Linked DNA regions of Sus scrofa: region 1 is linked to region 2. Evidence: chromatin contacts called from public Hi-C data. All regions are on one chromosome and are shown on one strand. Each heading gives the region's core, a stretch centred on a gene start, on an enhancer-like site or on the middle of the called end of the contact. The rest is flanking DNA. Distances are from core to core; before and after follow the strand shown. Region 1 has its middle 110 kb from the start of XPO1. Region 2 holds the start of XPO1 (exportin-1).

Region 1 (3,373 bases), core at 517-3,016, 110 kb after region 2:
AGAGATATTTGTTTCCTGGGAATTTCCTTTGTGGCTCAGGGGTTAAGAACCTGACTAGTATCCTTTGAGGATTTGGGTTCAATCATTGGCCTCACTCAGTGGGTTAAGGATCAGGCATTGCCACAAGCTGTGGTGTGTAGGTCACAGATTCTACTCTGATCCAGTGTTGCTGTGGCTATGGCTGTGGTGTAGACGGCTACAGTTCCTATTCTATTCCTAGAAGGGAACTTCCCTATGCTGCATGTGGCCCTTAAAAAAAAAAAAAGACTTTGGGATTAGTATTGAGAATAGGCAAAAATAATTATATTTAAGTATTTGAAAAACTATTGTTTAGCATTTCAAAAAGATTCCCCTGTGCTTTTTATCCTTAAAATAAATGCTTTCTTTGATACTTAGGGGATAGCAGAAGTCTTAATCCCATCACCCCATATACTGCATATTATATTCAGACCATTAACGAACAGCATGATATCAAAATCAGCCAAAATATCCCATTTCTAAAGCCATGTTTCACTCTTCACAGAAGTATATAAAAACTAGGGAAAGACCGGTTCCTCATTCATCGTTGAAGGAGATTCCCTTTTGTTTGATGCCCTGCAGGATATTCACCTGGTGGTGCCATAAAATCAGATTTGGGAGGAATAATGGGTATTCTTTTTTTTTGAAAAGTTGGAGAAGGGTTAATCATGAACACAGGTACTTTCCTAAGCGGGTTAGTCTTAGGAAAGAGGACATAGAGAAGCTGAGAATGGGAATGTTGATTTCCTCAAAGCTATCCATGACTGAGCACGTGGTCTAAAGCATACTGTTTGCCCAGTTGTAAGAGAACACTCAAGTCTGAGAAGGCCCTTAGGGTAAACTGAAAAATGGCTCAATGTGCCTTAAGAAAACATTGCCATCTAGTGGCAACTATTTCAAGTCGTAGGCGCAAGGACTTAAAGATTCTCTTGACCCTTTGAAGAACACCTCTGATTCTGCCCCAAGTAGCAAAATACCTCGCATGCATATGTATGTTATACTGTACATTGTGCTTTCTGCATATATTGTTATTTAGCATTTCAAGCAAGTCCTTGAGGTGGTGATGCTATTTCCTTCTATAGATGAGGCAGCTGAGGATCAGAGAGGGTAATTTATCCACGATCATGCTTTCATTTATTCATTCAAGATCCATTTATCAAGCACGATTACATAATGAGCATTATTTCTGGCTTGGAGTAGGGGCATGGATTATGTGAATTCAAAGATGACTAAGACACAATGTTCTTAAATCATTCACAGTCCAGAGGGAACATGGAATTAGGAATGTTGGAGTCCGAATTTGCATCCAAGACTGACATGTATCAGTGTTCTGCCACTACATCATGTTACACGAAATATGTTGTAATGGTGTTCTGAGGAATCCTGGAATTCTTACACTGCAGGCTGAAGTCCGTCAGGGGGAAAGGTGGTTTCCAAGCAAAATGACTCACTGGATCAAAATGTCAGCTGAATTTTGATGACGAAATGAAGAGAGTGCCTGCCCTTCCCTCCCTTTCTAATCTACCCTGGGCTAGAAACCAGATAAGGAAATTTATGTAGAAGTCATGTAACATGAAAGTAAAAGACCTGAGAGAAAATTCCAGAAGCACCCTGAAGGGGGCTATGTGTAAGCTTTAGAGCATAGATTTTTTTACATCTGTTTCCGCCACTCTTGGGACGTTCCGAAGATGTCCTCTCTCGGAGCTGAGGCCAGGCAGCTTCTGAGTGGGCTGCATTACAGTAGAACAGATAATTGTGCTGTAAGAGCACAGTGAGTTAGGGAACCCCCGCCTCCCTTATCACGGCACGCCTGCCTCCCCAGCCTTGTGTTTAAGATCTCTTCCCTAGCTTAGCACACTGCAGAAATGGACTTTCTTTCTGTTTTTTAAAACATTCCAAATTCTTATCTAACTCAGGCCTTTGTAACATTTCTCTCTCTCCCTCACTCCTCACAAGACAGGCTCATCTTTCAGGATTCAGCTTACATGTCACCTTCTCAGAAAGCTCTTCCCTAGCTACTCTACCTAATAGCTAATATGATGATTAATATCCATCATAGCTATGCTTTCTACCAACACCCATTTGTGTCCTAAAAATGTCCTATAGACATTTACCTACACTAACTGAAATTGTAATACAACCTGCTAATATATGCATATCTATTGTCATCTGTTATCTTTATTGTCTTTCCTCCCACTAGAATGTTAGCTTTGTGAGGACAAGTGTTTCATCTACTTGGCTCTTTTCTGTATTCCCACCACCTTGAATAGGACTTGGCACATGGTAGATGCTCAGTAAATATCTGTGAATGAATGGAATGAGAACTCTTTTCCTCTTTGTCTCATGTAGCTATTCCCAATAAACATAGCCAGACTGGCCTGGCTTTCTTAAATACATTCCGACAGTTTTATTTGGCAGCTTATGAAGCAGGACTGCTGTGGGACTTTGTTCCAGGAAATAGACTTTAAGTTACCTTCCCAGAGCCTAAGCTTCTCTGGGACATTAGTTCTCTGGGAAATCAGGCATTAGTCAGGTGTATCAAATAGTATTTCCTAGGTCCACATTGCCATATCATTCATTAGCCCTCCTGGGCAGGACACTGAGTAATGAGGGCAGGGTCTTGTTCAAATATCAGGTTAACTTTCTCCCAGTCCTCACCACAGGCTGCACACCATGCACACCATGGAGGGCTGGCCTGGAAGGAGTGGCGGTTCTAGCCCTTGTCCCATTCCCCGATAAACAGCGCCGTGTTCATCCCCTGCTGGTATTAAGTCAATCGTGGAATATCTTGTGAAAAGATTGGTATATATTGTGAAGGGCTGAGAAATGCACTAAGTCACTGACTTTCAGTGAGAGCCTGGGAGCTGGGAAGGAACAAGTCCCTCAGCCCAGGGGTCTCAGGAGGCCTTCATGAAGGTCTGATTTGCAGGGCATTATCCTGAAGGTAGCAGTGAAGAATCCCTCTTACTTAGAAGGAACCAGGTTGGGGCTGAATACTTCCCTGAAGGAGGAAATATCAGCTAGTGCCCTATCACTACCCACTGAGCAGCTAGTCTTCCTTCCGGACAGAGTTGCCAGCATCGGGGTTTCCACTTCCTCACTCTATCACCACTCTGTGGCTCACTACCTTTCCAGCTTCTTCCCATACCTGCTCATCCTCTCTTACCACAGTCCACCTCTTGTGGGTCTTTCTGTTCTTGAAAGTTACAAAAATTTTGAGTCCCCAAGCCTTTGCTGTTTTGTCTTTAGTCCATAAAAATGACACTCAGCTAACAATTTCTATTTATCTTTTGCATTTCAGCCTCTCACTATCTCCTGGCTTCTGTTTTCACTTATAAGTGACCCGAACTATGTT
Region 2 (3,387 bases), core at 28-2,527:
CAGGCATCAGCCCCTCCCTCCCGCGATCCCAAGCTCTCCACCGAGGGGCCACGTGATGCAGGCGGACGTTTCAATGCTGCTGCACTAAATATTTCTGGAAACTTCCACTCCTAATAATTTCCTGAGATGTTCCTGAAATCACCCTAACTTCTCCCCGGCCCCTTGGGCTGGGGAAGCCCTTCCACTCCCGCGCCGGGCCCCACTTCACTATCACGCTCCTTGCCTTCCTCCACCGCTACCCGCACACGCGAATGACCCAAGCAAGCGCTCCCCTCCCGCGGCCGCCTCCCCGCCTCCATCCCCCAGCGGCAGAAGCGGCTCCATTCAATCGCAGGCTGTGCTGTGGGCCCGCCGCCGCCTCCCCGGCTCGTCTCCCGCGGCCGCCGCCGCGCCCCACACCAGCCTCCTCCCGCCCGGCCGCGCCGCCGCCCGACCCTCGGCCCCGAAGACACAGTCGACTTACCCAGAGATTGAACCAACTGCTTCTTCCTTCCTTGTCGGGGGATTAGGGCGAGGGAAGATGGGGAGGGGGGGAAGAGGGGAGGAAATCAAGGTGGGTTTCACAGTTTCCCCACCTTAAAAAAAGAAATTAAAAAAAAAACGAAGGCGATAAGGGCAAAAAAAAAAAAAAAAGCTCAATATTTACTATCTCAGGGACACCTCCCCCCGACACACACACCCACCCTCCCCCCCAAAAAAAGAAGGGGAATTAATATGTGGAATAAATGCTCCCGCCTGGCTGGGGCGTGAGGGAAGGGGGAGGGGAACCGGGTCAGGTCCCAAAGATTCAGCCCCAGGGGGACCCTCCAGCCACAGGCGGCAGCAGGAGCGGCAGGAGTAGGGGGTGTAGAGTCCACACGGTCGGGGGACGCTCTGCTGCCAGTTACAGTCCGACTCCCCCCTACCAAAATACGGCTCCCTCTCTCACGCGGCTCCGGTGCTGGGCCCCCCCCACCCAGGCTCGCCTAAACTTTCCCCCCTTCTCTTGCTCCTCAGCGACTGGTGGTTCCCCCCTCCCCCTCTGGGTGGTTGCACGGACTGCAGCAGCAAAGACTGGAACAGGCACCGCCGCCGGGGCTGTAGCTACTGTTGCTCTTGCTGATGCTGTAGCTCCCGCTGCTCCTGCCGCGGCCGCTGCAGCCGCTTCTCCCCCTCCTCCTAGTGCCTCAAACTCGGAACCGGTTGAAACCGGTTCAGACTGGGAGATTCCATCTCGGTTGAGTTTTCAGCCCATGGCGCCGCGGAGCGTTTGGAACCTGGGCCTCCGCCCCCAGTCCGCTTGCCCATTGGCCGCTTCCAGCCATAGCCGCGCCATCAGCCTACCTCCTATTGGTCATATCGCCCATCAATCTCTGCTCTAGGCTCCACACGAGCCCGCCGCTTCGGCCCCCGCCTCTTTCCAGCAGCGATTTGCCCGCAGAGTGGGGGAAGGGAAGTGGGGCGGGTCGCAAAGGAGCGAGGAGGGGGGGTGGAAGAGGAGAAGGTGGGACGAAGAGCTAAGCAGAGCAGAGTAGAGAGCGAAGAGAAGCCGCGCGGAAGATTGGTTCGAGAGGTCTGTCAATCAAATATAGCCCGCCCTCAACTTCCCGTCCTCCTCCCTCCGCTCCCCCTCCCAGGGCTTAGCCCGCAGGCCCGGCCTTTCCGGCCCGTTCATTGGCTGGGCGCCTTTGGTGACGAAGCGGGTGGGGCGCAGCTCGTGAGCTGGTGGAGGCGCGAGTTTAAGCGCGGCGCGCGGCCGCCTGCGTCCGCTCGGCTACTCCCGGACTCGCGTTGGTCGGCCCCCGCCGGCTCCCGCCTAGCTGCAGGGCCTTAACCCGCAGTGGTCGGGACCTGTCCCCCACCCATCGGATGGGGGCTGTGCAAAAACTAGGGCACACCCAGTTTTTTTTTAATCGGAGAGGGGCGGGGTGGAAAAAAGGAGCGAAAACAACACAACGGAGGCCAGTCGTAGGCCCCAGACCGGGTTTGGGGCCGAGATGTTGAGAGGTTGGGGTGAGGTATGGGGCACGCTCCCTTGGCGCCTCTTACTCCTCTCCGAGACGTGGGAAAGTTACCTAAGTAGTTCTTGGGCAAGTCTCCTTCAAATTTTAACTCGCCGTCTCCCCAGGTTGGAATTTGGCTGCTTCAACAACCAATTCTTCCTAAAAATTAAGACACTGTAATCCCTGTAATTGGTTTAACATCCTGTGCTTTTTGCTGGGTAAGCTTGAGTGCCAGCTGCCCTTGATCTTCCTTTACCTTCGCTTTTTCCTTTCGGGTAGTTACCCTTCACAAATTTCATCATCACCAAGTAGTATTTTCTATGAAAGTCACACGCACGTGGCCCTTCACATGGTTGTCTCTCTTGTCCGCAAGTGCCCTCCAAGTAAGCTTTACTGATTGTTCTTTGCTGAAGAAACAGCAAGCAGCCCACCAACATTTAGTAGGCCCATTGTGCCACCAAGAGGTTGATAAATGGTTTATTAAATCACAGTTTTCTTCAGCAAATTCTCACTTACAGTGGACAAAGGCTAATACCCAAACACTGCTTAAGAGTAACTCTCTCACCCTCCAATAGGTTTGCCAAAATGATGTTGGATTACTTTGAGACCTAAGATTTTTTATTCATTGCTTAGCTTGAATGGTATCAAACCAAACTGTATTATGTATGTGACGAATACACTGATCATCTGGAATACTTACATCCTATTACAGGACTGTCCTGTTTTTTAAAAAGTTTTTCCTCCACATTTTCAGCTCTTGCACCAGGCCACTGATTTTTTTAGATGCCAGAACAATGAATAAAAATCGACTGGTTTGTAAGACCTGGCTTTGCTGAGAATGTGACCTTGGGCAAGTCTCTTGACCTCTTTGGGCCTCAGTTTCCTTTTCACTCATTAATGAGACTCATATCATCCATGCCTGTCTCATCTGTATAGAGATCAAATGGGTGTGAAAGAGCAGTGTGGCCCATAAAGCACTAAATAGTCCCAGTTTTCTGTCCTCTTCTTTAGCTCTTCTCGTCTTTAAGTCATATCCCCTAGGAGATCATATCTCTCTGGACCATAGTTAATCAGATGTAAACATTTAGCCCATTATTTTTGCCTAGAGTTAGCCAAAATGGAGTATTCAATATAAACTTATTAACAAGCGCAAAATGAAGTGACTGGAGGAGATAATTCTGTATGATCACTGTGTTTTCAGAATCAATTTCAGAAAACATGTCTGACATATTTAAAATCCTTTTTACATTATCTCCATTTGTTGGAAACAAGACTTCAAAGGTTGAAGTGGGCCATGAATAAGGAAATGTTAATAAACTGTATCAAATGCCTGCCTGCTTGTCTAGCCCTCTGTTAGAGACCTTTCTCAACAATTTTCAATGAATTCTTAACAGCAGCAATGTGA

What was found. A called contact is a pair of places that touch in the nucleus more often than the background predicts.
Region 1: a Hi-C map of liver shows a contact between it and region 2, with 7 times the contacts expected there. The contact joins the enhancer-like site here to the promoter of XPO1 in region 2. A contact is called at or near these places in 6 of 47 Hi-C or Micro-C datasets (embryonic fibroblasts, epiblast stem cells, fetal liver and 3 more) and 2 of 2 datasets of contacts at active chromatin or transcription factors (alveolar macrophages and skeletal muscle).

The regions. Positions count from the first base shown.
Region 1 is chr3:80,144,099-80,147,471 of Sscrofa11.1, reverse strand. No RefSeq gene overlaps it. Among named protein-coding and RNA genes, the nearest start is that of XPO1, 110 kb to the left of the region's middle. Within about 2 kb of position 1,766, at least 33 of the 83 cell types and tissues checked have an H3K27ac peak or open chromatin away from gene starts, as enhancers often do. A contact at or near this core is called in embryonic fibroblasts, fetal liver, liver and 1 more, where this site is marked.
Region 2 is chr3:80,252,906-80,256,292 of Sscrofa11.1, reverse strand. XPO1 (exportin-1) reads right to left here and starts at 1,277. Exons shown (of 25, transcript XM_021087484.1): 1 at 464-1,277.